2 separate regions of the Drosophila melanogaster genome follow, and region 2 is linked to region 1. The links are chromatin contacts, called in public targeted proximity ligation maps. All regions are on one chromosome and are shown on one strand. The core of a region is the stretch at or near the end of the contact, and the rest is flanking DNA. Distances in the headings are between cores, read along the strand shown.

Region 1 (4,329 bases), core at 1,060-3,559:
AAAGTATATGTAAAAATTTGTTATAAAATTGATTAATTCATTACTCGTATGGTCAATAAAATCAAATAAGATTTAGCTCTTTTGTTTATGCGGTCATTTGTGTTTAGTTATTAATCCAAGCACCTCGTTTGTCGAATGTGTTCTAATTTGAAGCAATTTGGCAATTGGAATGGTTGGTTTACAGACGTGTTGTGGTCTCCCTGTTATGATTTCATTAATTGAATACAAATTCAATCATAATCTCGATCGAATTGTATTGTTTCAGCACTGGGTCCATTGAAAATAAGACTGTAAATTATGCCGCTAAATTGCTGCCATAAATTTTCCTTCAAACAATCCATTGCACACAATTACTGCCCTTGGATGGATATTCAAGCTTTTCCTTGGCATTCAGCTGGCAGCGTACTTTCAATCTGACAAATCTGAAATTAATTCACTCCACGGCGATTTATTTCTGTTTTTTTTTTTCGGACTTTGAATCCGAATGGCCAGCTGGGACAGTGGGTCACTAAATCAACGCCCAATTACAAGCGAACCGTTAATTATTTCGGTAAGTTCGGAATAAGCAGGGCGTCTAAACTAATGAGCTACATACATACATACATATGTATGTATGGGGACCATTAAAGTCTCGTTTGTCGATCGCGCGAATGAGAGATATGAATCTGCCTGCGAAATAAATTAATGCCTTAATCCACGCCCGTCCATTAAAAATCGGGAATTCGAATTCGAGCCGGACAAAAGAAACAAATGCTCTTTCATTCGGTCTTTCCGTCGTTTTTTTTTTTTTTGTGTGATTTCAAAACCCAAACACTAATGCACTTGCATGCCAATTGACTGACTCACACCGATAGACTTTCATCCGTGACCTTGAGGCGACTGGCCGACATATCTCCCAACCGGCACCGCCCACCGCCCTCTGCCCACCGCCTTTCCGCCAGATTTCCACGGCATGAAGACAAATCCACTTTGTGGCCAAATCGAAAACAAAAACAATAACAATAACAAAGCCGCTCGTTGAGCAAGGCAGTAGACCAAGCACAAAAAACTCTACCAAAATGCAGAAAAAACTGTAACAAAAATTAAAACTCAGCAGCAAAAAATTTGAGTAACAAACCGAGTGCAAAACAAACGAAAACCAACAAAAAAAAAATTCGCAAAAAGCGGGAGGAAAATCCTAAAAACATAAAAAACGCGTTTGCGCATAAAAACTCTTTGGATTTGGCCAATTTTAGCCATTTGGCAGTATAGCGATCTATATGTACACTTTGCGATTTTGTTCCTGCACAGACAAAATTTTCGTAGCACTAATAAAAAGATACGTTATTTCAGATATCAGCTTACTTTTGAATTATTCTCTCAAATAACTAATAATAATAATGCGAAAATTATATTCAGAAAATTGAAGAATAAAATCAACACCAGTTTTCATTTGCTTTTAGAAATTATAAAACATTTAAATGTGCTTTAATAAATATTTTAAATAGTTACAGTGTAAATATTATTTTCTCGATGCTCCAAAAGTCACGTATTTGGTGGCGTTAAAATTTAAATACACATCTTTGCAAATCCGTAATGTTCGTCACTTTTTTTTTACTGTGTGGCATATTATTAACCGTTACTTTTTACCAAACCCGCCGAGCTTACCAATAATGCACCCACCACATTTATAGCTGTTAGTGGCTTTAATCCCTCGTTGTCGTTGTTGTTGGATTTGATTGTTAAGCTTTCTATATTTACGGGTGGTTGTTGCTGTTTTAGGCTTCAGTTTTTGTGTTCGACTGTTCAATGCAATTGTTGCTAAGCCGTTTTCTCAAATTGGAGCAATATTGGCGCGAGCTTTGAACGGATTTCGCAGACTGCGATTTGTTTATGGCTCTTTCAAAAGTATTTGTATTTGCTCGTTTCGCGGACTTACTATACTTTGTTTTGATTTGGGTTTAATTACATTGAATGGATTAAGGCACACACTTGAAAGACACACACTGGCACACGCACACAGACACACACTCTGAAAACTCTGTATTTAACTGACTTGATCGAAAGAGGTCTTTGAAATGTATCCTTGGTTTTTGGAACGGTCCTTAAATAGGTTTTCAGCTGTGTTTGCTCGCGTTTCTGTTTTGACTTGAGGCTTGAGAAATAGGGGGGAAGGGTGGGGCCACTGCAGAGTGCACTGCCTAACTGAAAAAGATACTTTCACGACCAGAAACACGTAGTGATTTTATTCAGGAAAAACTCGGAAAGTCTCTCGAGCGCCGCGCATGCGTCCGTTTGGCTACAGCGTCCACAATTAACTGAATTCCCACAGCGATCAGAAACTGATAAGTCGCCCAAGAAGCCAGGCTGAAAAGCTCCGAGAGCGGTCGCGTACGACTTGGCTCAAACACCAGGTTTAAGCCACATTCACAACAGAACACAGCCAAGTGCCAAGGCAAAAACCGAAAACACGAAAGGCGAAGCAAAAAGCGCAAGTACAAACATAAATCCGCCAGCAAACAAATCGCTCCCCAAAGTCAGACTCTCTCGATCAGTTTGTGCTCGCCAAGATTCGCACATTTGATGATGGCTTGAAGTCATGTCGCGTGGACACTTGACCAAAGCTGATTTCTAAGTCCAGAATTTTATACAGTTTAATTATATCTAGATTCTATCTATATTCTTAAGAATAAAATATGGAAATATGGAAAAAAAATAATATTCACGCATATTTTTATTTTCCTGATTTAATTAATTACTTATTAACAATTTAAATTACTTCAACATGATCGAAGCTTATTATTTTACATAAAAAGTAAAATGTAAAATGTGTCTATGATATATTAGCAAAGACATGAACCAAGGCAAAATTGATTTGGTCCCCAATATTTATTTTAACCATAACAAAAGTAATAGATGTTAAGCTATTTTGAATAAAAAAATTTTGTATAGCAGGCCAAGGTGCAAGGTCTAAGCGTGAACTTTAAAGCGTGATATTGTCAGCATGTAGAAACGTTTAGATGGAAATTGATAACAAAAATAAATAGAATACAAGTCCCCCCCATCAGCCACTGATAGTTGAACTAGATTTGGCATTTGTTTTACTAAATATGAAATGTTTATTTAATATCCCATATTAATTTACAATAATATTTACATGTTAAGCCATACAAAATGCGATATTTCCAAGTAAACCACAACATATTTGCTAACAATCGGGAATTGCGGGTGGCTAGCTACGCAGATTGATTTGATTAGACTACAAAGCTGGTTATGCGGAGGCTTATCACAAAAGAAAAAGGAATATTCTGTACAGGCGGGTCTGGGTTATAAATATCTAATATATCTGGATCGTTCGATCTAACGGCTGATCTGATCCGCTGATCAATTAAAACATCCAATTGTCGAATTTCCCGCGACGAGTTTGCTTGCTGTTATGAAAAAGAAATTTTATCAAAAAGGTTAGTTTATTATCCGGGCTTAGATATGTGGATTCTCTACATCGCTAACTATCTATATCAGTCATTTAGAAAAAAATAAAAGCAGAATCACATCGAAATAAGAAAATGAAAAACATTCAGAAAACATTGAAGTATTTATTTGCATTATTTATTGGTATTGCTTAAGTTTTAGGCATCATCATCGACTCCATCGAACTTTGTATGTTTCTCTCTCGTTAGGTATATAGTTTATAGTACAGTTTACTCATAACTTTAATACATCTTTAAAAAATAATCATAAATCGAATAAACAAAACAAATCGCAATCGAAAGCAGCTAAAAGAAATCACACCCTTTTGCTCTTCGGAATGTACGAGTGTATAAAAAATACTTATCGAAATTATCAGATATACAGGGGAATACAAAGTATTGTAGCGAAAAACGAAACGGTTTTGGCATGCAAAAACGATTGATCGCTAGTGGTTTTGGATAGATCATTCTGGTATATAAGTACAGAACACAGAGTACAGATATTTGGGATTGTCTTGGGTTCGGTCTCTACTCTACTACGTTCTACGCTTTTAGGCCTGGGTATATTGTAGAGTTCAGCAGACGCTAAAAATCAAGTATTCAAAAGCTAGCTAAAAGGCGATTCAACTAGGCTCAAACTTGCGTCACGCACTGCGCGTATTTGTCCAGTTCGCTCCTCAAAATCTTGACGCGTTCAGCTTCCGATTTCAGGGCATTTACCAGCTCCTCAATGGTTCGCTGTTGGTTTAGCACCAGCCCCTCCAGCTTATCCACCCGTTGCTCCAATTGGGCCACCCTTGAGGAACTGGCATCCTGGTGGTTGTTCAGCTGGCTGGTGGGCTTCTCCTCCTGGGACTGCGAGCTGCTGGCATTGGAGCTC
Region 2 (4,329 bases), core at 1,048-3,547, 230 kb before region 1:
CTTATTATTAATTAACTAGCCTATGATTAATTTAATTTATACTATTAGAACATAAACGATTGCAACCTGGCTGCAAGAAACTGCAACAAACCGCACTGTTCAATTGATTTGAGATCCCTGCCTGAAGATTGGCCAATAGATCGGCGGTTGATTAGGGGTCCGCGGAAGGGTTTGGGAGGAGGGTTAGCAGGACACGCAGGCATTTAATTCTGTTTTGCATTTGACTATTTGCTCTTGGCCGGCTCAACTTTTTCTTTGTTAACTTGAAGTCCCAGACCAAATCAGGCAGAACATGCAGAACCGATCATGAACACATAATAACTCGATTGTAAGTGTAATATTTGTGTAAAAGAAACAAAGGACACCGCGTTCAGCGAGTGTCCCTAACCCTAGACTATAGGCTCTAGCTCTAGCGAATCCAATCCATACAAAAGCATATGCCACACAGCAAGGCACCCACATTGTAACCTAAGTTGATGGTAAAATGATTGCGATTACCACGTGCAGTTCTCTAGCTTTAAGCAACGCTCTGACTTATAAGGCCCTCCTATGTTATATTATGTAACCTTCTGTACCGCCTACTCCCCTATCTATATATATATATTTATATATATATATATATATATATATATATATATATATATATATATATATATATATATATATATATACTTTCGTGGTCTGCACTTTGCTGCCTGTGTTCATATATATCTTTCCGATTTTTAAACACTTAAGCGCGCATTTCCCGAGCGGTGGGCAAATGGGATGCGAGATGTGGGAGCTGGGAGTTGGGGCAGCCCTTTGTTTACGCAACAAAATCATGTAACTAAGATAGAGAGCATATAAATTGCGTTAGACATACACAACAAAACAATTGCATTAACGTTTCGATTTAACAATGTAAGTAATGGCCCTGCGGAGGAAAGTTACACAACGCTAGCTAATAAACTATAGCTATAATATGAAATTTGTTTATAAGTAATACCAAACCGTAAAATAAAAAAGGAAAATGCAAAAAAAAAACTTAAATTCTAAATGCGCCAAGAGATAATGAATGGGTAAAAATATGAATATACATTAATATAAACTATATCTTATGAGAACACGTAAACATGTAAACCCCACAGCGATCGGCTGGCTAAGAACTAACAAATCAAAGAAATGCAAAACACAAATCGGATCACTGAACGCAGAAGCCACTAAAACTTAAATAAAAGTACATTACGTGATATTTCTTACAAATTGTTTTGTTTTCTAATCGGTTTGTTTCAGTCATTTTACTTTTATTTTTCGAACACAACTCCATTCGAAGCGCACGCCTTGCAAACGACCAACCTTGTAAACACGACCATATAGCGCATTCAGATTAGGGGATCCGCGACCGTGGAGAAGCCCCAATCCTCCTCCCCAAACCGAGAATTGAGAACCTAGTGATGAGTGTACATAAGAATAATATCCGAACCCCAAAAGTATAAAATTAAAATATATACATATGTGTGATTTTCCTCCTAGCATACAGAGTACTAAACCTAAACCATTAGCATTTTATTGATAGAAAAGAAACGAAATCGAAGCCCGACAAACTGATTCATAGCGATTATGAGCCACTAGAAATGGAGAACTAAATGATCTTGTATGAGCGAGCAGTCCATTCAGCATAAGCGAAATAGAGAAACTAACAAATTGAGAACATAGTAATTTCGAAGGTTTTGTATAATTAACTGTATATGTATATTGAGAATAGAATTTTGAACTAATAACTAATTATACTAATTGGATCGAGTTCGAGTGTATCATGGGCGATATGAGAGAAAATCATTAAAAATAAACCACCAGTGATATGGAATACAAAATAACCACAAACGAAATCGAAATCGAAATCGAAGCGGTTCATGAAACATTTCAAAAGTACGTTGGATCGGAATTCGACGGATGTATCGATAAGTGCACGATAAGGCCACATTTATGTAATTAGCAAGTATTTCGAATTAAACCGAACATGGAATATGTATGTGTGAACAGAATAAAAGCAGCTACTAAATAAGCCACACCACCATTCACAATAACAATTACGAACGAGGCATTAAAAAGCTTAAACAATAATAACACGACTCATCAGATTTGCTTATTGTGTTGTCAAACAGAAGTTGGGGGAAATTGTGGAGCTAAATTCCACCGTAAATGAAGGTTTCTTAAGTGAAGGATTTGAATATTCGATAATCTGGCAACGCCAATATACAAAAACAACCAGCCCTGGTCGAACAATCTGGCTACTCTACCGGTCAGCTGTTTTGCGTCTTTTTCGTGCTTGCGCTTTAAGGTCACTCTGAGCACGTCTTATTTTTGTTGGGTTGGCCCTGTAGTTTTTCACCGAAAAGGGTAAGGCCGAAATAAACAGATCGAAGCGATGCATGAGCTTGCGAAGACTTGACACCGATTAACCAATTGCCGATATTCCAGGTTTTGCTCCACGAACAGCAGCTAGAGGAACTTCAAAGATGGGAGCCCGACAGTCTCAATCCCGCGAGCCCCGAACCGTTTCAATGGAAAACCCAACTCCTGCCGGCGTTATTGATATATCCGACGATGTGGTCAAGCGACTGAAGGCGGGAATATCCCAGCAGGGTAAGCAATCCAATGGCATTGTGGAGTTATATCCGGAAATGACCATTTCACTCTGCTCGGTGTTATGCAACAATTGTCAAAACGGGCAAATGTTTACGCCAAACACAGTGGAAACTCGTTAACGAGAACAGCAGCAAGTTGTAGAGAGTGGCTCTTCTATCTTGTTCACAAAAAAAAAACGCACTTGAAAGGGTGTAGTTTTGGTTTCATTGGCTAGTTTCCATTCCTATTTGTATGTTTTTTTCATTAAACTATTGATTTATATCTTGTCCAATTCAGCTCGTGAGCACGCAGCCGCTGCGGAGGAATCGAAACCAGTGCCCAAGCCAACGACGAAGGCTGCCGCCAAGCCAGCCGCATCCTCGCCAGCTGCTTCTCCTGCTCCGAAAGTATCCTCCTATCCCGCTGCAGTGCCCATTTACGTCCAGGGAGGAGGACACACCATTAGCGCGGCCGATGTGCAGCGCCAGATGAACCAGGAGCTAATCAAGAATGACGAGCTGTGGAAGGAGCGCATGGCGAAGCTGGAGGAGAACCTCAAGAAGACCAACACCATCCTGGAGAAGGAGTACGCCAATGCTGTAGAAAATGTGCACAAGCGATTCGTCAGCACCGCGTCGTCGCACAAAGTGCCTCCCTGCCAGGACCTGAAATCCCAGCTGCTTGCCTGCTACCGCGCGCATCCCGGGGAGACCTTGAAGTGCATTGAGGAGGTGGCCCAATTCCGACAGTGCATCGATCTTCATCGCGTCCAGAAGCTGGATGCGGAACCAGAGTCGTCGAAAGTGACCTCCAAGGCCACCGTTCCTGCCAAGGCGGCCTAGGATCCTGGCAAATCCTTTTGTCCTAATTTGTTGACTTTTCTTTGAGGCCCCTTATGGGTTTTGTATAAACGATTGAGCGATCGATGGGGATGTACTCAAAACTTAAGCAAAAGTGTCATTGCGAGCGATAGTAAACTAACTTAAATGAATCAATCCATCGACGTTTTTATGGCCGGGATATTCTATTCAAGTTTACCATGACAAAAATAAAAAACATTGCATATTTTTCAGTGTATCTATTTGTTAAGTTGCAACGATCACTCCTCCATCTCGCTCACTCTCTCATTCAACGAAGCCATCCGTACGTCTATAAACTTTAATAACAATTAATATATTTAAAACAACATTAATTACAGCCCGCGACCGCGCAAAATAGCCGCAGTGGCAGCAGTCAAAATGGGGATCAAGGAGGCTCCCACAACAGTGGCGCCATTTCTCTTTGGATTGGGTTTGTCCAGCGGCCTATCCTTTTGCCCATCCTTGTGATCCTCACAGGAGTCATCGAAGTCCTTGGCAGGACCCAAACAGCCCGCGTAGCTCATCACATAGGCCAAGTAGTTCTGCTCGAAGACCCCGCGAATCAAACTGGAACCAGGTCCATATGCAAAGACAGCCACATCCTCGCCGCCGTGCGTTTCGTCCTTTCTGGGAACCGTCGCCAAGTGGCGATAAGTGGGAGCAGCCCGCTCCTCAGCGGTAAAATGCTTCAGGGGCATCCACATGTTGGAGCTGTTCTGAGGTCTGGAGTCATTCGCCAAGTGATCCCAATAGCCAGGACCTGAAAACATTCAAAGTTTGTTTTACCAGAAAATTCTGATAATGCTAAGGTCTAGCTTACCATTGGCATACGAGATGGTCTCGTAGAACATGGGATCGTTTT

The links.
Region 2: a targeted proximity ligation map of the Kc167 cell line shows a contact between it and region 1, with 4 times the contacts expected there. A contact is called at or near these places in 9 of 107 Hi-C or Micro-C datasets (the D17-c3 cell line, the Kc167 cell line, the OSC cell line and 3 more) and 2 of 7 datasets of targeted methods (both in the Kc167 cell line).

What each region holds. Positions count from the first base shown.
Region 1 is chr3R:30,825,799-30,830,127 of dm6, reverse strand. CG15544 reads right to left here and starts at 2,309. Exons shown (of 4, transcript NM_143571.4): 1 at 1,663-2,309. cindr (CIN85 and CD2AP related) reads right to left here. Exons shown (of 7, transcript NM_001276200.1): 7 at 3,123-4,329. The coding sequence ends at 4,083.
Region 2 is chr3R:31,051,883-31,056,211 of dm6, reverse strand. Chchd3 (Coiled-coil-helix-coiled-coil-helix domain containing 3) reads left to right here and starts at 2,297. Exons shown (of 3, transcript NM_143581.3): 1 at 2,297-2,379; 2 at 2,461-2,625; 3 at 2,905-3,596. The coding sequence starts at 2,499. The coding sequence ends at 3,449. It overlaps dco (discs overgrown), which reads left to right. Exons shown (of 4, transcript NM_001276203.1): 4 at 1-2,127. It overlaps Alp4 (Alkaline phosphatase 4), which reads right to left. Exons shown (of 4, transcript NM_079862.3): 3 at 4,288-4,329; 4 at 3,672-4,227. The coding sequence ends at 3,800.